6 separate regions of the Sus scrofa genome follow, and all the other regions are linked to region 1. A link is a contact called in public HiChIP or PLAC-seq data. All regions are on one chromosome and are shown on one strand. The core of a region is the stretch at or near the end of the contact, and the rest is flanking DNA. Distances in the headings are between cores, read along the strand shown. Region 1 overlaps LPP (lipoma-preferred partner). Region 2 overlaps TPRG1 (tumor protein p63-regulated gene 1 protein). Region 3 overlaps TPRG1 (tumor protein p63-regulated gene 1 protein). Region 4 overlaps LPP (lipoma-preferred partner). Region 5 overlaps LPP (lipoma-preferred partner). Region 6 overlaps TPRG1 (tumor protein p63-regulated gene 1 protein).

The links. HiChIP or PLAC-seq counts read pairs in DNA pulled down with a chosen protein or histone mark.
Region 2: an H3K27ac HiChIP or PLAC-seq map of alveolar macrophages shows a contact between it and region 1. The contact joins two enhancer-like sites. A contact is called at or near these places in 1 of 47 Hi-C or Micro-C datasets (embryonic fibroblasts) and 1 of 2 datasets of contacts at active chromatin or transcription factors (alveolar macrophages).
Region 3: a contact with region 1 is called in an H3K27ac HiChIP or PLAC-seq map of alveolar macrophages. The contact joins two enhancer-like sites. A contact is called at or near these places in 1 of 47 Hi-C or Micro-C datasets (embryonic fibroblasts) and 1 of 2 datasets of contacts at active chromatin or transcription factors (alveolar macrophages).
Region 4: an H3K27ac HiChIP or PLAC-seq map of alveolar macrophages shows a contact between it and region 1, with 6 times the contacts expected there. The contact joins two enhancer-like sites. A contact is called at or near these places in 1 of 47 Hi-C or Micro-C datasets (epiblast stem cells) and 2 of 2 datasets of contacts at active chromatin or transcription factors (alveolar macrophages and skeletal muscle).
Region 5: an H3K27ac HiChIP or PLAC-seq map of alveolar macrophages shows a contact between it and region 1. The contact joins two enhancer-like sites. A contact is called at or near these places in 2 of 2 datasets of contacts at active chromatin or transcription factors (alveolar macrophages and skeletal muscle).
Region 6: a contact with region 1 is called in an H3K27ac HiChIP or PLAC-seq map of alveolar macrophages. The contact joins two enhancer-like sites. A contact is called at or near these places in 2 of 47 Hi-C or Micro-C datasets (embryonic fibroblasts and fetal heart ventricle) and 1 of 2 datasets of contacts at active chromatin or transcription factors (alveolar macrophages).

What each region holds. Positions count from the first base shown.
Region 1 is chr13:126,385,635-126,390,123 of Sscrofa11.1, reverse strand. The region is part of intron 8 of LPP (lipoma-preferred partner); the gene reads right to left. Among named protein-coding and RNA genes, the nearest start is that of MIR28, 110 kb to the right of the region's middle. Within about 2 kb of position 2,888, at least 5 of the 83 cell types and tissues checked have an H3K27ac peak or open chromatin away from gene starts, as enhancers often do. A contact at or near this core is called in alveolar macrophages, where this site is marked.
Region 2 is chr13:126,781,442-126,785,705 of Sscrofa11.1, reverse strand. All of the region lies in intron 4 of TPRG1 (tumor protein p63-regulated gene 1 protein), which reads right to left. Among named protein-coding and RNA genes, the nearest start is that of TPRG1, 250 kb to the right of the region's middle. Within about 2 kb of position 1,940, at least 3 of the 83 cell types and tissues checked have an H3K27ac peak or open chromatin away from gene starts, as enhancers often do. A contact at or near this core is called in alveolar macrophages, where this site is marked.
Region 3 is chr13:126,679,792-126,684,061 of Sscrofa11.1, reverse strand. The region is part of intron 2 of TPRG1 (tumor protein p63-regulated gene 1 protein); the gene reads right to left. Among named protein-coding and RNA genes, the nearest start is that of TPRG1, 150 kb to the right of the region's middle. Within about 2 kb of position 1,376, at least 19 of the 83 cell types and tissues checked have an H3K27ac peak or open chromatin away from gene starts, as enhancers often do. A contact at or near this core is called in alveolar macrophages, where this site is marked.
Region 4 is chr13:126,032,196-126,036,635 of Sscrofa11.1, reverse strand. All of the region lies in intron 3 of LPP (lipoma-preferred partner), which reads right to left. Among named protein-coding and RNA genes, the nearest start is that of MIR28, 250 kb to the left of the region's middle. Within about 2 kb of position 1,310, at least 3 of the 83 cell types and tissues checked have an H3K27ac peak or open chromatin away from gene starts, as enhancers often do. A contact at or near this core is called in alveolar macrophages, where this site is marked.
Region 5 is chr13:126,120,115-126,124,738 of Sscrofa11.1, reverse strand. All of the region lies in intron 5 of LPP (lipoma-preferred partner), which reads right to left. Among named protein-coding and RNA genes, the nearest start is that of MIR28, 160 kb to the left of the region's middle. Within about 2 kb of position 1,903, at least 8 of the 83 cell types and tissues checked have an H3K27ac peak or open chromatin away from gene starts, as enhancers often do. A contact at or near this core is called in alveolar macrophages, where this site is marked.
Region 6 is chr13:126,698,817-126,702,921 of Sscrofa11.1, reverse strand. The region is part of intron 2 of TPRG1 (tumor protein p63-regulated gene 1 protein); the gene reads right to left. Among named protein-coding and RNA genes, the nearest start is that of TPRG1, 170 kb to the right of the region's middle. Within about 2 kb of position 2,446, at least 16 of the 83 cell types and tissues checked have an H3K27ac peak or open chromatin away from gene starts, as enhancers often do. A contact at or near this core is called in alveolar macrophages, where this site is marked.

The DNA of each region.
Region 1 (4,489 bases), core at 1,639-4,138:
TAATTACCATGCATCTCAATGCTCTTACACAGTTAACACACAGGATGTATCAGCTCATGTATTAACAAATTGAGGAAGAATACTTAATGGTTTGACCATGGTTTTCTAGCAAGTCCAGGACAAAGATTACCTCCATGTCCTGTCAGTTTGCCTTCCTTTGCTTTGTTAAGTCACCAAAGCCCACAGTTCCCAGTCCAGAGTCCAGGGTTGTTTTTTTAAGAAAAGTAGCTATAGATAATTCCCTCAAGCAGATTTCTATTCAGTGGGAGGAGAATGAAATGAACAAATCTGTTGTCACAGCATTTTTGTGGAGATGAGAGTCTTGAGCACCAGTTTTAAAGTTAGTTCAAGTTTTAGAAGGAAAAGAAAGGTCACCTCAGTGGAGAGAGAAAAGGATAAAGAATGGGTGACCTGGTTCAATCAGAGGAGATGCTTTTAAGATTATGGAGAAGGGAAAACTACAATTGGATCTGTGTGAAAAAGTGGGGAGTAGGAATCAGAAGGCTGTAATCTAGACCCATTTCTGAAAATAAATGCTGGAAAGTTGCTGATAAGATGTAGCTGGCTAGCAGAGGAAGGCCTGGAAATATTCCTCCAAATCCATGTCTTTCTACTGAATTACCTAATACAAGATTCAGACACAGATCACACCAGAAAGAGGAAAAATCCTTTCCCTCTTCAGGTTGTGTTCTTAACTATGCCATGTTTCCTTCATGCTTGTCTTACTCCTAGCTCTAGGAAACAATGAGGAGAGTTGGAGAGAGGGAGAACATGTGATGTGTGGCTAAAAACCACAGCACTTAGGGGAAAAGTTCCACCATTCAGTTACTCATGATGTTGCTTCTATCTCTCTTCTATTGCCAAAGACCTTTCAGGAAAAGTCTGTGATGGATGGGTGGGGTAAGAAGTAATGAAATGGCTAGGCTTTCCTTTACATTTGGGAGAATGGGCAAAATCCTTAGCATGGCCTAAGTTCTTTATGGTCCATCTCCGAAAACTCGCCTTACACCACACTTCTCCCTCAGCCTCTGAGCTCTAAGCACACTAGCCTTCTTTCAGTTCCTCAGGTCAGCTCCACTGTCTGAGATGGCTAAACTCACTTACTCTTCCTGGCTCAGGGAAGGAGCACTTCCTCTGGAAGGCTTTCTTGACCCCTCCGTCTGGGTCAGATTCCTTTGTTTTAAGACCATCCTCTTTCCTTTTAAGACAATGGGCATTCTGTCCATCTCCCTTAACAGAGCACAAACTTCCTGAGAACAGGCTACTTGTCTGTTCTGGCTCACCACCAAATATCTGATCCCTGACGTGTGGTGGGCTCTCAATCACTAATTGTTGAATGATTAAATAAACATTTTCTTCCTCAAAAATAAGGTATATCCCCCAATTGTGGAGAGCTAGAGGTTAATTTACCTAGTTGGGGCAAATGGATTTTATTTCTTAGTTATTATTTTAAAGCAGACCAAGATAGAAAACATATAGAAGAATAAAAATAAATCATATTATGGTAAAGTGGTCTTTTAAATACTTTAAGCTAAAGAACACACAAGATTTGATTTGGAAAATTCCAGGAAAGCATACTGATGATGATGATGATGATGATGATGATGGCGGTGAAAGCATGCAGAGACTAGCTAAATGTACACCAAACCACTTCCTCTTCTTTGGGGGCACACAGTGGCTACATTTCCAAGCATTCTTTGCAAGTGTAGCCAAATGACTGAGTCCCGGTCAATGGAATATGAGCAGAAAGGAACATTACACCATATTTGCCAGCTGGCCCATAAACATCCCCACTAGGACCTCAGAAGTTCCTCAGTGCTGTGTCTTCCCTCTCCTGCCCAGTGTAGAGAATCTAGCATGGGACCCGTCAACTCTAGTGGATGACGGAGCCAGTGGACCGAATAAGGCAGAGCCCCATCCCCCAGTTGGAAAGCACCTGCCAGATAGCTGATTTTATCACAGAGAAATAAAATCTTGTGTTAAATCACTAAGGTGTGGGGGTTTATTTGTGACAGCAGTCAGTATTATTTGGCCAAACTAATATATAAGGCATGACATTAAGAAAGTTATATTTTTTGAGTTATCTTTCTCCCTAATGTTTGAGGTGAAAGCATAAGGGTAGATTTCAAATCTACTTCTAACTTGGCTTTTCTGTCCAGTTCTACTGCTCCATTTCTCAGTGGTTGTAGATTCCCAGGGATGCAAAAGAACTTAGGGCCATTATGTCCAGCTCCTAGCCAGTGCAGAAAGTAATCCTTGTCATCACAGGTCATCAACAGCCTCAGTCAAGACCTTCATAAGAGAGAAAGTGGGAGGGACCCTTGAGGTGGCTCTTTTCACCTTATATTCATTGTTACAAAATCCTTTATTTATGCTGAACCCCCAAATATCCTCTATGGCTTATTCCAATGACTTATTCTTTTAGCACTTAAAGAAATGGGTTTTAAAAACTATGTGTTCCTCCTTATCTTCTAATATAAATCCAGTAAAACATAAATTGGGAGGAGGATAGAGTGGTGGGAGACAACCACAGCCGCTTGAACTACAGGTGCAGAATATGCCAGAAAGTTTGAGAAAAGAAGTCTAAATTCACTTGTTACACTGGTGATCCTGGGGAACTAGGGAGTTATCTTCCTTAGAAATGAGCCATTAAAATAATGTCAGACTTCTATATGATATTTGATTATTAAATAATCTGAAGTAACGTACTTTCACCATCAGTACAATGGAAAAAAGAGACTTGAATCTTTTATCTTTATAATCTCTTCCTTCTAGATTTCTAAATAACAGAAGACTTCTCTGTGCCTCTGACTGCTATCTGCTAGCCCCTCTGAAGCTAACGGCCACCACAGCCAGGCTCGCTGTGATGTGGACAGTGCCCACCAGAGGGACTAGAGGCACACTCACAGTTCACAGCCCGGGTTCCTCCCCTCTTCAGAGCTTCAAGATTGCTGTGGCTTCCACTCTTTATAAAATTCTTCCCTCACTCCAAAAAGTGAGGAAGTTTTCAACTAAATGTAGCTTCATCTTTATCTTACTCTATCCACAGAGCTAAACTTGAATGTGGTGCCTCATGTATCCCAAAAGTCTTATTAGCAGAGTAGGGGACTCAGCGGAGGAACCCACTTTGATTTTACCTGATTTCTGATTTCAACGCACATTATGAGTGAGTGGGGAAGAGGAGGTACAGGTTCATCTAATCCATTCTTATTTGCTTTCTGCTATTTCTCCTCTGCCTCAGGGTCAGCAGGGTAAGTTTATTTACTCCTAGAAGAAATCTGTACATTTTTAGATGGTTTCCACTGCACTGCACTGTGTCATTGGGAGCCCTTCAGAAGAAGAGGGAACAAATAATTCTAAATTTCTGCCAGTGCAAATCTGAATTCTTAAGACTTTTAATAAGAGGTTTACTGAAACCCTAAACAGAAAGGTAGGATTTGCAGCCCTGCTTCAAAACTGGTAATGCCTGGCACAATCAGAGGTGGAGTCAGTGAGCCTGCATTAGGTGGGAGGAAAAAGGGTTATTATGGTGCCACTCCCTAAACCCATAAACATTGACTGACATGCCGAACCAATCCGACCAGAGCAGAAACTAGGAAAGATGGAAAACAAGTCTCAGAGTGAGAAAGATTCCAAGTATAGTATGATTCCAAAACTGTTTAACGATCTTGAAGGACATTAAACTGTCCATTCCTATCTTGTCCTAAAAACTCTGAACTTATGCCCAATCAGGCTGCACAGTGCTTGGGCTGAGGGGACAGAACAAGGGGATGGAGGCAGTGGGAAGGGAATCTAGCACAGGAGCAAGAGCAGGGTGTTCAGGCTCAGAAGATGTGGGGTTTGTATTGTCTAGAGCTCATTCACTCAGTGCGCACTGATAAAGCATCTTCTACATGTCAGGCACCAGGTTGTGGCAGGGGCTATAACAGAGTCTTCAATATATCGGAGGACAGAAACTTTCCCTGGCCTCAAAGAGTGGGGATGCAGACAAACCCAAAACCAGACTAAAAAGTAATGGGTGCTAGGAAGGGACAGCAAATCCCTATGAACTGTACACACCAGTAACACAAAACAGTCTTGAGAGGCCAGAGAGTCTCCACAGAGGAAGTGAAAAGACAACTGAGATCTGACAGATGGGAAAGTACTCTAGGCAGAGAAAGACTATGTGCCGAGGGCTGTGAGTGGACCAACCACAGTTAGACTGGAAAAGAGCAAGTGGCCCAATGTGATTAGAGTGGAGACAGAAGGAATGAGGCTGGAGATGCACAAAAGGTCTGTATTTGCTCAGCCACCATCAGGCACTCACTTATTCAACACAAGCTAACCTGCTGAAGGCCAGGGACAAAAGGTCCCACAGACGAGGGCACATTAAAATACATTAAGTTTTTCATTTATACACAGAATAACTAGAGACAGGGAGCACTGGGAAGAGGAACCCACTGAAGGGTTTGAATAGGGGAGCAACACGATTAGCTATGATTTTCAGAAA
Region 2 (4,264 bases), core at 691-3,190, 400 kb before region 1:
ACACTTCAGTGTGGTAGGCAAATGTAGTAAAACCCACCTATGGAAGGAGCCGATTTGGTCTATACCACTTCTGGAACGGTTCTCTCTGGGAAATCTCTCCCCCAAAACAACACTCATAACTGTCCCCTCCAGACTTTGACCTCTTCCAGTGCTCCCTATCTTAAGGAAGAACCCTCCTTCCATCCATTATGCAGGTGAGAGATTTAAGAGTCTTTCTGAACTCATCCTATTTCTTCACCTCTCATGCTAAGTCCTAAACATATTACTCCCCAGCATCTCTCAAAACCATCCACGTCTCTCCATCTTTATTTTCACCATCTTAATCCAGTCTGCCCACATCTCCTGCCTGGACTATTGCAACCACCTTTTCATGGGCTTGGGTTACTAGCCACCTGGGCCTGATGGATCTGCATAAACTTTAGTTCCCTCCCAATCTTGTCGCCATACTGCAATGAGGTAGACCTTTTAAAAAAAAAAACACATCCGGCCTTTTACCCGCCTCCCCCTGCCCCCCACACATACCAACTCTGGCTTCAAAAAGTTCAACTGTTTTCCATAGCCCTTATGAGAAATGAAAAAAATCTCACCTGGTCTAAAAAGCTCTGCAGGGTCAGGTCTGACCTATGTCTTCAACTTCATTTCAGGCCAGGCCTCTGCACGCCCTTCTCCTTGATCTTCTTTCAGTTTCTTGGACTTACGATGCCTGCTCCTACTGAAGGGACTTTGCACATGCTGTTCCCTTTGCTGACCATGTTCTTCCTGATCTACTGTACCTACTTAGCGCCTATAGTGCTGAGCTCAATTACTCCTTTCTGTGGCATTACACTTTTCCAGATCTCTGTGACCACTTCTCTTCTTTCTAATATAGACTTTAGAACAGCACATTTCTCCTTCACTGTACTTATCTCAGATGCAATTTTATAGTTACTTCTATGATTACCTAATTAATGTCAGTCTCCTACACTGTACACTTCACAGAGTCAGTTCTTTGCTTTGTGTCTCCAAGGCAATAGGTACCCAAAAAATGCTTCTGAAATGAATTAATGAAAAATTAATGAAGAATTAATCATCTCTGTGAAATGCAACCTACATGCTTTGCCTCATTCTGCTTGAAGAATCCTATACTCGGGTTTACACATTGAAATATGCCCCCATAAAATAGCACATTTTTAAAAAAATCAGTAACATTGGGATAATGTTCATGCCATAAAGTGAGACAAAGCAGAATACAAAATATTACCTTCAGTATAATTCCAATTTTGTAGCAACAACAAAGTACATAGATGAAAATGTTAATACTTATTTTTTCTGAGTGATGGGATTTCCAATGACTTTCACTTCTTCTCATGCTTTTTTTTTTTAGCCAGAGTTTAATTTTTATGATAAACATTCTAGTTTTATGAGAAAAGAGATATTTTGAAATAAAAAATCACTATCCTTCAAGTTCCCAGCTTAAATGCTACCTATTTAATGGCACCTTCCCCTCACGTCCCTCACCTTCAAGTAGATGTCATCTCTTGCCTTTAAATACACAAAAGCCTTTATCAGTGCTTCCATTGTGGTCTTAGTCACAATTTCCTGTACTTGTCCTTCTCTTTCTCCCACATTTGATGAGAGGCCCTCTGGGGGTAAAGACAGCACCTGAGTCCTATCTGGGTCCATTACTGTGCCCAGCACAGAGCCAAAGAGAGAGCAAGGTCTTAGCAAATCAACAGAGTACGGAATAAAAATATTAGAATAATAAGATTCATCTTCTCGGTTATGAGAGCCTGTCTTTCCTGGCAGACGATTTGCCACACCCTTCCACCACACATCCATTCATCCTCAGCTCTCCCTTCATCACCCTTTTGACAGGGAGGGAACCTAGACCTCCTCATGGAAACTGGGAACCTAGTTGCTCCAGGAGATTTGCAGTTTCCTGGGATTACAACAGTTTCGCCAGCAGAGGGCAACAGCGAACTAGCAATGACAGGCGGGACCCATCTGAGGAAGTTTCCAGGACCACCCCCTAACCCCCCAGTTACTCAAATCTTCCCAGATGCTTCCCAGTGGCCCTAGGCCTAACAATACTTTCAGTTGCTCTTTTCAGGCTGTGTCAAATCAATTTGTGGTTTGGAAATAATTTTTCTCCCCCAAATATTTTCTTCTATCATTCCCCCGGACACGTATGCACATGCATGCACACGTGTGTAGGCCGTACATGTGCGCATACCACTCAGTGAGATATCTTCCCTGATATTGAATAGAGTGGTTATACTTGATTTAAAAATCAATCTTCTTTCCTGTGACCCTCTAGCTTCCTAGCACAACCCAGCCCTTGAAAGAAGACGACAGTATATTGGCTAGCCAGGAATCAGCAACTCGGGAGGAAAACACTGAATCATTCATTCCACACATATTCCCTGAGCACCCACTGGGTTCCAGGCTCTAAAGAGAATCCAATTTGGGTTTGCTATTCAAACACAAACAGATGAAAAATGCATGGCACTGAAGCAAAGTAATTTCCCTCTCCCTGAGTTAAGTGAAGTCTTATAAAACCTTTAGCTAAATAACCCACATGCAACTCTTTCAATCATTTGGTTACTCTTTCCCTGGGCCTCTCCAAGTTGTTTAAAATAGGGGACCCTCCAAGTAAACACAGCATTCTAATAAAAACCCGATGTCCATAAACCTTCCCTGTTCCTGTCCCCTGAATTGACTTCCTGTGGTTCGTGTTTTTCCCCACTACTCCATGCAGCCAGTCATGTATCAGGCCCTGTGAGAGCTACCAGGAGTCCTGAGAAAAGCATTCAGCTCTTAAGGGATACATGGTTCTCTGAGATATGGGATGAAATCCCCCATGAAAGAGTCGATGTGGGGTAATAAGACTGGATAATGACAATACAAGTCCACAAGACCACAAACTCAGGTGACTGGATTCCCAACCCACCGTCCCCAGGGCTGAGGAAAAGAAGCCCCAGGCATCTATCCAATGCCCTTAAAGAAGACCCTCTTACCAGCTTTTCATTTCCTGCTATTTGGTGAAGGAAAAGCACAAGTCACAAAGAAAGGACAATTCTTTGGAACATACACACACACACACACACACATAAACACACACACACAAAAAGACTCTCAGGAATATGTATTCATTTCTTCACTATGCCTTTAGCATGTACCAATATAGTACTAAATGTCCCCATAAAATATGGGGAGGATAAACCTGGAAACATTCATTTTTGAATCCACAAAGACTATTTTTTTTCCTGAGTAAGGGAATTCCTACCCTGAAGTTTCATACTGCTCCAGCTGATTGCAGAAAATGCAAAGGTCAACTTTTCCCCTGGAAAAGAATGTCCATGAGAAGGCATCCATCATGCTTTATGAAATAGGAAGGAAGTCATCATGAGCAAAGCAAAGGAAACTCAGAGGAGCAGGAGCTCTAGCAGGAGGGGTAAGGAGAAGCCACATCACATGCTGGAATACCACGATTTCTTTGCAATGTGTGAATGTTTTCACATAGATGGTTATTATCCCCTACTTTACATGGGGAGGAACCAAGCCCCAGTCAAGTGACATGCTTCTAGTATGAACGGCAGGGTCAAGGTGAGAATCCAGGTCTTTGAGACCCCCACCTAGGCTAGGTACATTCCATCTAGCTGCTTCTCCCACTGTACTTTCCCCGTGCAGTCAGGCAGTTGTGCTCTCCCTACCATAGTACCATAAGCAAGAGGCTATTTTAAAAGCTTACACAAAAGAGAAGACTCTGAGCACACTCCATCCTTCTCTCTTTCCCACAAAACCACTGAAGGGCTATTGAATAGCTCTAGTCCTCCAGCACACCAGGCAGAAGGCAGGCACTAACAAGAGGTCCACCCCCTGAGGGGCTCTCTCCTCCCCTCCTCCCCCAAATTCACTTCAGGGGATTCACTTGATCAGAAGCCAGAGCAGCTGGCAGGAGAACAAGGACTAATTTTGAGGAGGCGGCAGAGAGGGAAGAACAGAGGGACAAAATGCAACAAAGGCTCACATCTCCCCACCTCCATTGTTTTGTTCTTTTAAATGGGAAAGATGTTTGCTTACTGTACTGTGTTAGTTACATCTCCTTGGGTACAGCAGACACAGCCCACATCAGGCGAGTCCAAGAAGAGATGTGTTATAAAAATACTCTGAGGAATCCCACAGAAATCCAAGAACAGGAACCATAGCGCAGTTGGGCTTTATGAAACCTGGAAAGTCACAAGGAATAAAATTTGCTCTCTCGGAGGCCGTCTCTTTCATGATG
Region 3 (4,270 bases), core at 127-2,626, 300 kb before region 1:
TACCCCATATTTCTACAAATGAGCAGTCTTCCTGTGTTTGTATCAAAGTGAGTTGGCCACAGCTGATGCTGGCAGGTCAGCTGCATGACTTCAACATACACTAACGCATTCTATGATGGTGAGTATTTTTACATTGATATCTTCATTGACTGGATTAGAAGTTCAGACATATTACCTTCACTCTCTCCTATAGATCTTCTTCTCTCTAACCCCAGGGGGAATGTTCTAGGTGGGAAGCAATGGGCTGATTGTACTCATACCACTTGTACACCAAATGTGTGTGGGAGGATTTCCCACACCAACCAAATCTCCAACACTAATGACTCAGAGTTATGGCAGACCCTTGGGTTAAGAGCTCATTTCCACAAGAGTCTCCTCACTTCAGAGCAAGTCTTACCATGTATACTTCAGATCAAACAGTTATAAATTCAGTTTGTTTCCACAACCCTCTCCTCATGTTTGATAATTTACCACAATAACTCACAGAACTCAGAAAAACACTATTTCCTATCATGGATTTATTATAAAGGATACAGATCAGGAATAGCCAAATGGAAGAAATGCATAGGACAATGTATAGGAGGAGCAGCAGGAAGGATTTACACCCTCTGGGCAGCTATCCTCCCAGTACATCAATATGTTCATCAACCTGGAAGCCCACCTAACCCCATTGTAGGGGCTTTTATGGAAGTTTCCTTACTTTGGCATGATTGATGAAATCATCGCCCATTGGTGATTAATTCAAGTTCCATCCCTCTTCCCTCTGCAGGAGTTGGAAGATAGGGCTGAAAGTTCCAGCCCTCTGATCATATCTGGTCTTTCTGGTGACCAGTCTCCATCCTGAAGCTAGATAGGGACCCCCAGCCACCACTCATCTCATTAGGAAAAAAAACAAAAGACATTTTTATCACTCAAGAAATTACAAGGACTTTAGGAACTCTATGCCAAGAACCAGAGACAAAAACATAATAGTGTATATTTCTTATTATGCCACAAGGACCACGATTTATTTAGGCAAGTGTCTCCTAACTGATCCTCCTGGTTCTTGCTTCTCTTTCATCCCCCCACCAACCTGCCACAGTAGGTGATATTACCTTCCCAGGGTGGCACTGTTTCTGCCCCTCCCCATGTCCGCAACACATAAGCAAGACCCAATGTTTCATTCAAACCCCTTTTGGAGATGGTCCCAATCTGTCTTTCAAGCTTTATTTTCTTCCACTCTCTTATTTGTACTGCCATACTCCAAGCTAAACCTTGACTCGTTGCTGAATCCTGAATACACATAGGCCTTCTTCACACTCATCTCACACCCTGGCAGACCATTCATCAAGGTCCACTTCTGTTTTCTTTGTACCCTCATAGTCGCATGCATTTCCTCTTTTTAGCACAATTTTCTTTCATCATGTCATGATGTGTATATTTGTCCCACTTCCTCATTAGATGGTCCTCACGTTCATCCCCCACAGCACTCTGCTTAGTGCCTGAAAAGCAAGTCTCAGGAAGTATTGAAGGAAAAAAAGATACAGACACCACACCAGAACTGAAGCCCACCATATTAAAAAAAAAAAAAAAAAAAAAAAAAAACCACCATTGGCTGAAGATGAAAGAATTTACATGCATCTTCAAGTCAGAGTTGAGTAGCTTGTTCTCCAGACAAGCACTTGGAAGAAGTTTTACCTGCTCCCCCTCTTGTCTGTTCAGTTGCCTAAGTTGCTTTGAAGTCTGTAAAATGGCAATATCTCCAATCAGAGCAGCATTTCCTTTCCAGACAGGAAGCCTGCCGCTAAGGAGAGAAGCCACGCTTGTTTTTGCGGTCTGGGCTGCAGCAGTGACTCATCCAGTAAAGCCAGAGTCTGTCTATTTTGATCTTTCTATGTTCAGAGTCTATTTACGGTTGTAATTTTCTTTCTTTCTCTTTCTCCCTTCCCGCCTCTGGTGACTTATCGGAATGGTCACACACATTTGACAAACGGAACCTATATAAGGAGAATGAGCTGGATTGAAAAGGCTTTCAGCTAAAGCCCAGGAATGAATTCTGTGTTTACAGCTCTGATGATAGGGTTCCAGTAATGACTTGGCCTTTTTCTCCTTGATTGAATATTCCCCTGGGCCTGCCAGTCTGGGCTCCTGTTATTTAATGAGGACATTGGAGCACAACCTCAAGATGTCTGCAAAAATGACCTTTTCTTTGGGCTCATTCCAAATGCAAAGAAAAGTAGAGCCCCAGTTAGAAAGGGCGCTTCTGGAATATAACTTTGGAAACCACTCTTTTCCCCAGAAGCTCAGAAACCTGGAATCGCACACTATCAGAGCCAGAGAGAACCATAGTGATGATCTGGTTACCAGTTTTCATTGTACAGACGAAGAAATCCAGGACCAGCGAGAAAAAGCAAGTCACCATAATTCACTGGGCAGGCACTATCACAACAAAGTCAGGCTTGGAACCTAAGTCTCTAGGTTATAGTCAGGGTACTGTTGAATGGTTTGAGATAGAAATTAACAGCTGGCTAAATGGTGGCCTAAAGAAAGGAAAAGCTTCTCTTAATTTCCCCTGTGTTATTCCCTGGCAGCTTGACTGTCTCCTTTAGCTATGCTCACAGTGAGAGACTAGCAGCACAAGGGAAGGAATTAGCCTCCAACAATAAGCTCAGTGTCTTGCTGTTGGCTTTAAAAGCCAATATAGGATTAGTATAAGAGTCCGTGGTGTGGAGTCTTAACTAGGACAACCTCAGAGGTCCCAGACTGGCCTCATTCACTCCACTTCTGCATGCTGGCTTCAGAGGGGGACTCATTTACTGACTGCGAGCATTCTTATAAAGTTTAAATGAGAAAATATGGTCAGAAAGTTCTGGGTAATATAAAGCTCTGTTCTACTTGTGAGAAGGATTATTATTATGAAGGAGTCATTAGACTCCTACCTATGGGTCTTCATTTCTTCAATGTGGTGATTTCAGAGTCTCCTGTTAAAAGAGATCCCCTAATTCTAAATGAAAGATTTTAAAAATTATTTTCAGCTATGTATTCTTCACATGCTCATTGTACACTATTTGGGAATTCAGAAACATATTTTAAAAAAAGAAAATCAACTATCTCTCATTGCCCAGTATATATATATATACTATATATATATGTATAGTAAATATACATATATATTACGTGTGTGTGTGTGTGTATATATACACACAAACATACTATTGCATCAGAACACATGGTAGTATATTTCAATGACAATTATTTTTTAACATTTAAGTAGTTTATTAGTGATTGCCTTAACATAAATTTAAAGATTGCATGCAGCCCAAGTTGGAATTTCTCTGAGCCTTCCTATAAATAGGGTGACCATATGTTCTCCGGTCCAAAACAGGGCATTTTTTTTTTTTAGAGTAGAAAGTCATACTATTGATAATTATGCTGTGACAGAAAGCATAAATCTTTTCTGGGCAAAATGGGACATATGGCCACTTTACGTACAGTCATAAAGAATTTTAGAAATATCACTGTCCTCAGGCACCATTGTATAAGGTAAAAAAAAAAAAAAAATACACTCTAGAATCAGAGCATTTGGGTCCAAGGCAGGGATTCAACATTGTTAGAGAAAATAACGGAATAACACTGAACTTCAGTTTCTTCATTTTAAAATGTAGCTATTACCTGCATCTCAAACTTACCTGCACTTGAGTAAGAATGTAAATAAAAGGCTGTTGTAGATGGAAAATGCTCTACTATTGGTAAGATTTTTTCTTAATGATATTAGTGCCGTGGAGCTGGGTTCTCTTCACATCAACATTTTTCATGGGGTCATCTAAACAATTCCATTCTGCCTGAATATGCAAATGTTCCTCTGACAGGAAAGAGCATAGAAAACCACTGACCCACACAAGGAGAATCTACATTTGCCCCTAGATGGATATCATTACACTCCACATAAAAGGACAATTAGTATTCTTGTTAAAGCTTCCCTCTAGCTTTATTGACTACTGGTTAAAATAAGAGGCTACAGTTTAGAAATCGTTGACCAGTCCTGTATACTCTGATGATATTTGGGTCACTGAGATTATACCTATATGATCTGTTCAAGTCCCCTGTTAAGAAAAAGCACCAAGGAGTTCCCGTCGTGGCGCAGTGGTTAACGAATCCGACTAGGAACCATGAGGTTGCGGGTTCGGTCCCTGACCTTGCTCAGTGGGTTAACGATCCGGCGTTGCCGTGAGCTGTGGCGTAGGTCGCAGACGCGGCTCGGATCCCGCGTTGCTGTGGCTCTGGCGTAGGC
Region 4 (4,440 bases), core at 61-2,560, 350 kb after region 1:
AGAAATGGAATCTTGGAGATAAAGTGATTGGAGTGGATGACTTCTGGGGCTCCTTACAGCTGAAAATTCTAAGACGTTACAGTCAGAAGGAATTTATGACATTATTTAATGCAATCCCATCACCAAGCAAGGAGCTCCATGGGAGAAAAGAATACGTCCAAGTGGAAGCAAGTCTCCTGAGCCCCGTCTACTGCTTCTTGGCCACAGAATGGTACCTTTCTAAACTGTTGACAGGCCAAGAGGAACTGCCTCATGTTTATATCCCTAAATTTCAAACCAGGATCTTATGATGCATCTTCTTGATACATACAAGATATTTAGCTTAAACAACAGTTACTCAGAATATCACAATGCTACGTAAGGGCTCATCAAAATGGCTGAACTTGCTACTTGGCATCATTTTAATACAATTAAAATGGAAGGCAAATGCTGACCTGAGACTAGTGTTTTTCAAACTTTAGAAAACAACTCATTAATGGAACAAATAATCAATTTACTGGATCCCCAAAAGTATTTTTTAAATGAAATGGAATAGAAAACATAAATGTCTACTCTGTAAAGAACATGTACCATTAAGTGAAATTTTCTTTCATATCTTTATATATAAGTGTGTGTGTATGAGAGAGAGAGAGATTGTCCATGTAAAATTTATTTCTTGCTGCCCTTTGTGTCAAAAAAGGTTTGAAAACCACTCCCTCACACCAAAGTCTGTAGTGATACATATTAACAACTACAGAGCAGACTGCTACGCAGTTAACAAGCAGGGCAGAGGAAACAGGTTTTATAAAACTAATAATACCAGCTCCAGACTTTGCATTCCTGTTCCTTAGCAGAGCATTCTAGTATTTCCAATCTGAACTGGAAACCTTGGGTGCAATGAAATGATACCACCTCCCCCCACCAGCATCCACTCATGCTTTGGACTACCAAGTTCCTGTTCTAAGAGACAAAGATTCTTTGGTCCCTGCCCACCCTTTGCCTCTTTCTCCCTCTTTCTGACATAAGTTTAAAAAAATAAATTAAAACAAGAGAAAGGAAGGAAGGCAAATAAAAGAAAGGTTTCAATTTTAGAGATTTGTTTGTTTAGTTATTTATTTCTTACTTTCCTTCTTTTTTCTACTTTTTTTTTTAAGAGACTCAAGCCAGCCTATAGGAACTACCACATAGGAATCGTGTTCCTGAGCACTTTCAACAGACTTTCAGGCTTTTTTTTTTTTTTTTTTTTCCTACTTCCCTGGCTGGATGGCCGGGTTTGAGTAATTTTCTCTTTCTCCTGGGATTGGTTGCTAAGAGACACTCTATTACTTCTCTTTCTCTTGTGACCCGATTATTGCGATCAGAAAAGACGGCATGCAGACAACATTCTGACATGGCTCATACAAGATCACTGGGTCTGGTTACAAATTGATGGACTCTTTAACCCTCTCACAACCACTGGATCAAGATTTCCAAGGTCCATTTTTATAAGGATCTAAGGCGATTTCCCTGTCTTCCTTTAAATGGTGGTCATGATGCATCACTGGTATCTAGCATCACAGCAGCCAATATCCATACTGAAATATATTTCAATAAAGGCCCCATGCCCTTTCCTTATAGTATTAATATATACACGTTTTATTTCACAGGAAAACAAACAGACCAAAAAATGCTCTTGATTCATCTCCAGCTTGGAAAAGGACAAAGCTGAAAGGAAATGCTTAAATGGTTTCTTAGCCAGAGCCTTCTAGTCTACCCTCCAAAACACAGCCAAAGTAAAGTTCACACCTTGTTTATCTCTAATCCTGCACAGCTCTTGGGACACCTAAATGTCCCAGGTGTTCAATGGATGTTTGCTGAATGAATAAATAAATGAGTGTTCAGATTAAGCTCTTCTTCCCATCTCTGGAGGCTCCTCTCCAATTCACCAATCCACACATTTCAGTAAAGGTTAAAAGAAATGGTAATAGGTTCCTTTCTAAAGGTTTTGATGCCCTTAAAACAGACCATGATTGTTTAAAAAGTAAATAAGTTTAAGGAAATAACAAAGATTCCAAATCTTTATCCAATGTATCATCCCTGGTTTATGTTTCCTCTAAACTACCTCAAAGAATCAGGCAGCCAGCCAGACATTTATCCATTCTCTCCCCTCCTCACACCATCAGGAGGCTAACTTGGAAGTACTTTTATTTTATCTCTCTTTTTACGGTAAGGCCAAGTTCATATATCATCTATAGTATATATCCACTGACATCATGCCCCCTAGATTCCTCCCCTAATTGATATCTAAATTTTTATCATTAGAACTTCATACCTTCAGTTTAAAGCTCTGATTTCTATTAAAAATAGAAATCCTTCTGGCAAAGTTCCATTTTGGCATACTCTTGAAGATGTGGACCTCTCTCTTTTTGATGGCTAACTAGCAAAATATGAATATAGAGATACAGGTAGATACAGATATAGATCTGTGGCTAAGTGTGAGCATATTTAACAAATACTTCTTGCACAGATTTTGGAAATCAGCATACAAAATACAATAGAAAGATCATGAAATTTGGATTTAGAGGTGGCTGGATTCAAATCAAAGATTCATTATTTATGAGCCATGAGACATCAGGCAACTTATTTTCTCTCTGAGCCTCAATTTCATTATATGAACATTAGAAATATTAGTACCAAATTTCAAATAATGTTGTAAAGATGATACAGGAAAAAAAAGATGATAGAGATACTTGGCATATAGTAGAAACTAATAAAATGTTAGCTTCCTCATGGACTATATATAGTTGACAAAATCAATTTATATTTTGCCTAGTGTAGGAAAAAGAATGTAGGAGGATATTTCTAGGAGGCTTCCATTCTAATGAAGAGCTGAAAGGGCATAGCAGAAGGAGGCAAAGGGAACAGAGTGTATGGCCCATTTCACAGGCTTACTAAAGTCATGATAACTCCATGGGAAAAATTTAGTCCACGCCTTTCAGGAGTAACCAGTTTTAACTAATTTCTGTAGCTGAATCATACTTTGATACAATTTTAGAGCAGGAAGGAAGTGAAGAGATAATATTGTTCAATCTCACTGTTCTACGATTGGGAAATCAACCTAGGGTGATTTGGTGACGTATGAAAGCTATAAGTGAGCAACAAATAAGTATCCTTTCCACTGGACCACACTTCCCTTCAGTTAGCTCTTGTCATGTGCAGTAGTTGCCTTCTTGATTGGCTACTCCTTCCCTTTGGGTTTAGCTAAGGTAAAATTTCCTTTATTCTAGCAAGTTATTGGTTCTCTCCTTTCAATTGAGTATCCATATATGATTCTGAGGTTGTGTTCAGAACAAAGTCAAACTCTGCAAGAGATCCAAGCTATTAACTAGGATTCACAGTGCTTCACACTCTAGGGAAGAAATAGCATGTGCTATGAGGATTAAGTTTATTTCTGGAAACAGAAGGCTTGAAGGGCACTTCACCAATGGTGTCCAGATTCTACCTGCAAACCTATTGCCCTGGAATTCTCTCTGTGACTCTAGCTTGCCCTTGCTCTGCTTCCAGCAAATATCCAACTAATGCACTGATCTATTAGCAACAAGGTTCCTAGCAGCTGCTGGAGAGAAGGAAAATTTCTTGAAATCTCTAAAATAGGCACAGATCCTAAGACATCTCTTTCTCAACCTTGAGCTAAGACTGTTTTCCAGGAGAAGAGGCAGCAATTCCCAATTATAATTTCAGTCTAGAACTGTTAATATTTTTACATAGGATAATATTTATCTGGGTTACATCCAATATAGAGCAAATTAAATGAGATACACTGCTTAGGAATGCTAGAGATTCACTATTTGCAAAACGCAATGCCTCAAAAAAACCCTGTCTTTAAAGGGAACTATGGCTGAAACATAGTATTATTTGGAATCCAAGAAGCCTGAGAGGAAAAAAAGAACTTAATTATAACATAGTTAAATGAATTGAAGGAAAAATATCAAAATGAATAAAATCTACTTACGCTAAAAAATATCTAAATTGATGTGGGGGTAGTTATACATCAATGATGGTATAAAAGTGTTTTCAGTTTTATTGAACTTAGCCTTATTTTTGTGGCTTTGAATTCCAAGCCATGCCTATGCCTCTGCCTTCTCAGGTTGCCACAAAAAGCTCTTAGAAGTTCTGGGCAACCATCTCCCCAGTACTTCCTCTCCAGATGTCTATGAGTGTTCAATCATCTGCCTCTATTACTCTAACTATATGCTTTTCACATTCTAATCAAATATATGGGATAATAAATCACAAAGGTCAGTGTACTTGCAGAATGATGCTGCAACTTTATCACCTTAACTTATGGGTTGAGTTTCAACGGTTTTGATGTTCACTTTTATGATTGACCAATGTGTTAGGCATGCTACAACCAAGTAGGGGTAGCATGTAACTGCAACACACAAATAACAAATCACTGGCATGGGCAGAGGGAAAATAGTA
Region 5 (4,624 bases), core at 654-3,153, 260 kb after region 1:
ACTTATAGCATCTCAAACATTAGGTCATGAGGTATCAACAATGACATGGTAAAGAAAGGAGATGAATCATGGGCTCAAGGAAAAGAGTCCTATGATAATTCTTTTTTTTTCTGAAAAAAGGATGCATATATCAGTTTATCAGTCACGTAACTTTTTGTTTCCTATCATTGAATCTAAAGAATTTATCATGCTGCTTTTTGCATTAGGAAACACCGAGTAACATAATGGTCCTCTCTTTTTAGCAATTCTATAGACGATACAGAAAATAACTTGCTTTTTATTTTTATACCATCCCCATAATAAGAGAATAGTTATAGCAATGAATTATAACTCCAGATAGCATCATCTTTTCAACCATGTGCATTGCCTTCAAGTGATATAAGGCAGTGCTGGGACAGAACTAGAAATTATAGCTGATTCAGCAGCCACCATTAAGATGTCCTTACAAACCTCATTTGCCTAAGCCGTGCTATTTTTTATTTGTGCAAATACTATGAATTATGGAAAAATCAGAAAGTAGTTATCACTGTATTACGCACTAACTCAACATCAACTCCAGACTGGGTCCTCTAACAGATTTCTAAGGTGTAAATAGTTCCATCATTACTGGATTTGATGACAGCATTTACTTATTTATTCAGCAGTTACAAATTTGTATACCTCTTGTGTGCCAGGAAACAAAAGTTCATCTTGCTTCAAGGACTTCATAGTCTGGTATTTATCACAATTATTTCTTTCTTTTAGTCATTATACACTTTTACGCTGGCTCTATAACATATACTCTATGAGGTAAAATTATTAGAATTTTTACTTTACTTTTGCGTAATTTGTGATTTAGAACAACAAAACAAGATCCAACGTTCTTCTGTCATCTAGAACCCCAACAGAAAGATGTATATTAGAGTGAGGATCTGGGACTTCAACGAAGTCAAGTTCACAGAGACATAAATTCCAAAATTCACAAGTGGCCTGTCTGCACTTATGAATGAAAACTACACCTGCTGGCACAACAGCAGTTAATTTGTATCTTTTTCAGTAAAATTTGAGTTTGCAGTTTTATGTAAACTGGAAAATATATGTTCAAATTATGAAGCATAACAAATTTAAGTTTCATATTTGTAGTTAATATATTCACTGAAAGGCAATGTATAACTTCCCTGGTAATTTTTCCACAGTGTGAAAAGAAACTTAGCAGTTATACTCCAATGTGGTATTTTGTGGAGAGGACAGACCAGTTATTCACCATGACAAATGTGACATGTAGGCTTGGTTATTAACCACCTCCAACCTTCTGTCTACAGAGACCATCTTTATCATCATTATACATTAGTTCGGCTATAAAGCACATAAAAGGAAATGGTTGTCAAGAAGGACAAAACAGTGACAATATCTTATCTGAGATATGGCCTTTTCTCTTAAACACAGCATTCCTATATACTTACCATGGTAAAAATCTAATCTTCCTAAGTAAAAAGTATAGCTGGATTTGTATTTTGTTTATTTTAAAAAAAAAAGTTGTAAAGGGAATAAAGGGGACCATACAGCTTCAGACCAAGGCTACCCCCAAAATAGATATTTAAACAGTGGGAGAGGAGAAAAGAAATACAGAAACCAGTCCTGACAAGAAAGCTCTTTAATTTTGCAAATGTGGTATGTGCTTCTGCATGGACAAAGGGCTAATTATTTCTACTGAGATGCTGTTGTAATATAGAGAAGCTCAACAGGCATTTTGTGAATTTCATTTTAAACCAATTCCTGGATGGATTGACTCAGTATACTGTAACACAATGATCTCTGAGCCTAGGTCTTGCAAACAAATCACAGCTAAAGGTTACCCAGAGGAATGTGGCCAGGGTACCAGAGAAGACTTCTCTCCTTCCCTGGCCTAGGCTCCAGCAGAGCTGGCTTCCTCTGTCTGCTCAACTTCCTCCCTTTTCACTGCTTGAGCTAACTTACACTACACACTCTTACACTGGGGCAAGTAAAATGGGTATTTGGGGACAAAAGCTTTGTAAAGGTGCAATTTTTCAACCTAAAGTTCCACTCTACATGTTCATAGAACTCAAAACAAAGTCTTGAAGCTAATTCTGTTATGGTAGTCACAGAAGACACAAACACAAACATCATCTTATAAAAAAGCAGGAGGAGGTATAACTGTTGAGATGCAATTACATACAATCTAAAAATTAATTACCCGTCATCAGACTCATGGCATGCAGCTCTGAGTCAGCTAACCACTCCTGCACCCCCACCTCACTGTTACTTAACTGTTGAGGTTTCCTGGCAGGTATGAAAGAATTCAAAATAAAACCTAGATCTTCTAAATATGGGCACTGCAAAGAATTAGATCCCTTTTTCTATTAAGATGGTATTTTTACCCCTATTATTTGACTAGACTCCATTTGGTATCTTATACATGAGGTTTCTGCAATATTTCAACTTTTACCAAAGTTCTCAAAAATAGCTATTAGTAAGCAGACAATACAATACATAGATAAATTTGGTCTTTTGGTCTTTTTTTTTTTTTTTTTTTAAGCAAATCACACTATGTGCCTAATCTTCCCCCAACCCCCAAGGGGAGCACAGGGAGAGGAAGACACCATGCATAAGTCTTCTCTTTTTCAACAGTATAGGACTTCGTTCCTATCTCCATTCCCAAGAAGCCAAACAAAGCAGCGGTAGAGTCCCAGTCTGCAAGGATCATCTATGTCTTATCACACAGCATTAGTACGTTGCAGCTTTCATCTCCAAGTAGCCTACATGATGGGGTTCATGGAAAAATATGGACTATTAAAAGTTTAATTACTAATTAATCTCCCCTGCAGCTGCTCATGGCTTCTGCAAGTTAGAACAGGGAACACAAGAGAATAGAAGATCCACGGTACCGCAAGACTCCACCCTAGTTACTCTGCCCACAAGGCCTCAGACCACATGAATCCAAAATAAAAAACCTTCCATACAACCTAGACACACCTGAAATGATTTCTTAGGTTGTCTCATAGATTATTGCTGTATGAAAGGAATTCAGTGTGGGAGCACTGAAATTACAACTAAAGACTTGTTAATATAACTAAAGAGTATGCATGAACTCAGTTTCCAAATAGACTAAGAAATTACAATACCTTTTAAGTGCTTTAAATGACAAAGATAAATATATCATTGATGCAATAACCACCATTCACAAAGTACAAGCTCCAAACCTTTAAAGTAGCAAGCTCCAGACACAAGCTAACAATCCCAAAATAAAATGGGAAGGATTGAGTAAACTGTTCCTCAAACACGACATCTAATTTCTTGCAACTCTAGAATACTGCATCTTTACAAAGGGGAAAAAGTGCAGCTACTACACCCATTTTAGAAATAAAGGAGGAAGCTCAGACTGGTGATGTGGAAAATTCACACAAAAAATTGGTGCTCTTTTTAGAGAAGTGATCACATGAAATTGAAAAGAGAGTAGATTTATTGGTAAACTTGGAATCTAGGATATCAAATTATGTCCAACCCTATCTTATCCCAGAATCTCTCAAAATTTTTTCATCCTAGTCTAAGTGAGAACAGTGAAATCACATTTGACCAATTCCAATAAAACTTGATTCAAAAATACTAAATCCCTATGAATATAAAATCTCGGGAAGTTTTTCCAAGTCATCTATGTACCAGCTCCAATGCTACTCAACTCACCGCAGGGAAGAAAAGGCAGATTTGTACTAGGAATGAGAAGACCAGACTCTAGCCTTCATTTAGGCAAGAGAAGGAAAAGAAAATCAAAAATCCATGTATTTATCCTTTGTCTGCTAAGAAATTAAGAGAATTTTTTCGGAGTTCCCGTCGTGGCGCAGTGGTTAACGAATCCGACTAGGAACCATGAGGTTGCAGGTTCGGTCCCTGCCCTTGCTCAGTGGGTTAACGATCTGGCGTTGCCGTGAGCTGTGGTGTAGGTTGCAGACGCGGCTCGGATCCCGAGTTGCTGTGGCTCTGGCGTAGGCCGGTGGCTACAGCTCCGATTCAACGCCTAGCCTGGGAATCTCCATATGCCGCGGGAGCGGCCCAAGAAATAGCAACAACAACAACAACAACAACAAAAGACAAAAAGACAAAAAAAAAAAAAAAAAAGAAAGAAATTAAGAGAATTTTCAATGTGACCCCTGATGTAGCTCTTCCCAAGAGTATAAGGTGTTCTTTTATGAACAGTAGAATAGGGGTGGGGCCTAGATACATACTAATTCAAAGACACTTCTGTTTACCTTTATGTTATGTTTTTGATTTGTCTACTCTTTATATTTTCAAGCTATATTTTACAGAAAGTACCACAAAATATATTTTGGAAATAACTAATTAAAATGCTTAGTATTTTTTTTAGTATAAAAAATACTAAAATAAAATAAAATAAAATGCTAAAGGGAAACAAACTGTGCCTTGGTTAAACTTAGAATGCATAGGGAACCATTATGTCATGGTTCAGAAAAAAAAAAAAAAAAAAAAAAATCACTGATCCTGGGCCTCATTGAGCAATGTTCTTCCTTCCTCTAGACAAAAATGTTGCTTCTGTAAAGAGTGGCTACATGACCTCTAAGCTGTAGTACTTGAGGATCATACCATCTACAATTTACTCCAAAACTACCTC
Region 6 (4,105 bases), core at 1,197-3,696, 310 kb before region 1:
GTACCTAAAAGGACACTGGCCAGTGTGTCCTCAGGAAAATAACAATTAACTTAAGTAATGCGGGCCAGAGTTGATGCAAAAGTAATTGTTCAACCGTGTGGAAAATTCTGTGTACATAATCAAGTCCTGGGAAAAGTCTCAGTGAAAGTTAACATCTTTTTTCTGAAAGACTCCAAGAAAAGGTGGGGGCCTGAGTTGGAAAGATGTGGCAGATGTCAGCTGCCAGATGGCGAGAAGGAGGCAGTTCCGGACACAAGCTTGAAACAGAGAAGCTAGTGTGGGAAGGTGAGAGCAAACTGACCCCATCATGCAGCAAGAGTGGGCAAGGCGTGAGGAAAGACAAGGAGCAGGAGAAAGAATTAGAGGAAATGCTGTTGGGTGGGTGGCATTTGTGTTTTGCATTTGAAAGTGTAGATCTGAAAGGGCAGGAAGATAACCACATTGGTGGAACAAAGCAGCCTTTGGCCATGGCGGGGAGGGGAGGACCAGTCACACTTGATCAGCTCTTGGATTGAAATCTCTCTCCTTGTGGCAAATGCCATCCAGAGGCTACATGTCTTAACAGAACAGAAAGACCTGCTCCTGTAGATCTCCATAATTCAGTCACTACTCAGATGGCTCTTGAATGCTTTCCCAGAATTCAATTCTTAGAATGAAAGCAATGATTTGCATGTCATTAGTAAGAGCCAAAAGATTCCTTCTCAAAACTCCATCATAGATGGTCTGTGGGTTGAGGATGGCACGTAAGTGTAGATACTGAATGTGAGTTAATATATTGGCCAGCAGACAAATGATGCTTCATAGACACTCAGAGATAGCTGGTCTCTAGCCACCTTCCTACATATTGTCCTCAAGCAGTAGGGACAGGGAACGGGTGATATAGGTTTTGTGCATAAGAAAGTTAATTTATTCATAAAATGGGAGTTACCATAAATGGGATCTTCAGAACTATCAGCAGCTCTAGTAAAAAGCATGGGAAAGAAGTCAATTGGAAAAGGCTATATCCTATATGATTTCAACTATATGACATTTTGGAAAAGGCAAAACTTTAGAGAGAGTAGAAAAGTCAGTGGTTACCAAGGAGTGGGGAAGGGATACATAGGCAGAGCACAGAGTATTTTTAGGGCAGTGCAACTCTAATGCAAGCTATGGACTTTGGTTGATTATGATGTGTCAATGGAGGTTCATCAGTTGTAACAAAGGGCCACTCTGGTGAGGAAGCACTGATCATGGGGGAGGGTGTGCATGTATAGCTGTAGGGAGGATATGGAAAATCTCTCCTAATCTTCCTCTTAATTTTGCTGTGAACCTGAAACTGCTCCAAAAAAAATAGAATATTTTTTGGAGGTCTCGTGGTGGCACAGCAGAAACAAATCCAACTAGGAACCATGAGGTTCCCCTGGCCTCACTCAGTGGGTTAAGGATCCAGAGTTGCTGTGAGCTGTGGTGTAGGTCACAGACATGGCTCAGATCTGGCGTTGCTGTGACTGTGGTGTAGGTCGTCAGCTATAGCTCTGATTAGACCCCCTAGCCTGGGAACCTCCATATACCATGGGTGTGGCCCTAAAAAAAAAAGAAAAATAGAAATTTTTTTAAAATGAAAAATAGCAATTTTTGATTAAAAGATAGGAAAAGATCTGGAGCCTAATATATAAAGACCTATGTCAGGAGAGACAGGATAGAGTTACCTCTAAAACCAGAGCATGTGTGTCATGTTAGCTAAGGGACACTCCACAGGAGTAGGTATCAAACCAGGTTCTGCTGGGCCTTAGATATTGCCCCCAAAGCAGCTATATGTACCAAGGATGGGAGAGGTGGAGTGGGAGACAATTCTTCCACTTCCGTCTGAATATCCATGGTTTCACTTAGTTCACATAATGGATTTCCATAGGAGACTTCTGCTAACAAGAGGATCTGGATGCTTTGAAAGCATATATACAGACGCTTGTTGTCTGTATTGCTTTACCACCAAAATCTGACTCCATCTTTTTCCTTCTAACTAAACTTGAGCGGACTCACTGCCTTGCTCAGACATTCAAGGTCCTTCACGGTCTGGCCTCAACCTTCTTCCAGCTTTTACCTATAGCTGCTTTCCCATGTTCCTTTCTTACCAACCAGACTACCTCACAACTTACTCTTTACATTCCTAAAACGGTACTTTTCAAGTTATAATTACTTGCTAACATGTCAAGTTCTTCCATTAGACTGGGAGCTCTTCAAGGGCAAGGACCATGTTTTGTTCATTGCCTCTTTGTTAACGAACAGGAGGAAAAAGCCTGGCCCCTTCTCAGTTGTTTCTTGCAAGAACTCTCAAAAATGCAGTGACCAGAAGTTCCCACCAGATGGCAGTGTGTGGACATTTTTCCCCTTACCAATCAGAAGGGAGAGGAAGGGTTTACAGCAAATTGCTTTTCATTTCCGTCCTTGTGAGACTGACAAACAAATCTCCTCAGACATCAGGACTTGTAACTGGGCAGGTGAATTCACATCGCTGAATCAGAATCTCAGGTGGCCCTTGTATTCCCTAGATACCTCTTCTCTCTAAAAATATTCCTTCTGCAAGCTGAAAAAGGATTATACTGTTCTGTGTTCTAGGACGGAGGAACTTGGAGTTGAGTCTGATTGTCACAGGCACAAGGTGACCATGTTTTCAGCAGTGAGGAAAAATGGTCACCAACACCCACTGATTGCTGCCATCTGTTGAGGTTCCTTCACCTCCTGCCCACCCCCATCTGCAAGACCCAGGCTGCAAGCAAAAGTCAGCCAAACATGCCAGCTAACTTGTGAAAATGGCATCTTCTCTGCATTCTTGTTTCTTTTCCCATTTGAGACCACGGAGCTGGTTGGCTCAGGAGAGCTGCAGGTGCTCTAATCACAGAGCCCCTCGCCTCTTTACATGGGGACCCTGTGCTCTGCTCTGAGCTTCTCAGAAGCAAAGGGTTCCCAAATGGAAGACATTCCCAGTCCAAATGAAAAACAAGGAGAAACATACCCAAAGGAGCTCCCAACTAAAAATGCTCAGGGGAAAAAAGGACCTCACTTTCTCACTTCCATCTGTTTCTGTGTATCTCTACCCTCACCACAGTCTAAGAAGCCACAAACTTCCCTTCTTGCTCCTTTGAAATCTGCTGTGTTGCCTTGACAAACTAGATGCTCTAGTTTCTCTAAACGTTACTTATTCCTAGGGATTTCTCCATCCTCCACTGCTAGAGCAGAGGTTATAAGGGGATATGAGTCAATAACATTCTGGAGAGTTCAACCTATTTTAACAAAACCATCTTCCAAGTCCCTGTAGATGGGCCTCACTGGGCTGACTCTGCCCCACCCTGGGCAACAGGCTTCATTTAATGATACCAGGATGGTTAGCACCCAAGTTCTAGTGTCAGCAGACCTGGGTCAGATTCTAACTCTGGGTCAAATTCTGACTCTAATTGTGTGATCTTGTGGGAATTTCTTAGCCTCTCCAAATCTCAGCTTCCTCAGCAATAGAATGGGGAAAATATCTACACGTCACAGAGGGAGGTTGTGCCAATTAAATAAGGCAGGTAAAGAGTTTAGCATGGTGCCAGTTCAAAGGGTACTAAATAAATGCTAAGAATCACTGCTAGCATCAGCAGAAATACTCTGCAGAAGACACGGCTCCCTAGAAGTAATTCTTAGTGTTACACTCAGCACAGCTTCAGAAACATTTAAAGAATCCAAAAGCTCTTCACAAATCATGTCGGGACCCATCCCTTAAGTGAGATCCATATTGCTCTCACATACTTATTCTTTCTTTCAGTAGGACTTAGCTGAGTATATAAGCTGTGGCAAGCTCAGGCAAGGCCATGAAGACACCAGGATATATGAGACATGGTTTCTGTCCTCAAGGAGCTCACAGTGCACTGAGAAGCCCACCCCTAAGCAATTATAATATAGTGGGATCCGTGCTGTTATCTGGGTGTACGCAAAATACAGCAGACACAGAGGGAAGGACCCAGAGAACTGACCCACCTTGCAAGACACTGCTAGTCCTTTATGCTCTAAGCCTTGACTTCCTGGATGTGTCTGCTTCCCAAAATAACTGTCTCCCTGACAATATATTATGATAACTTATATCTCTAAA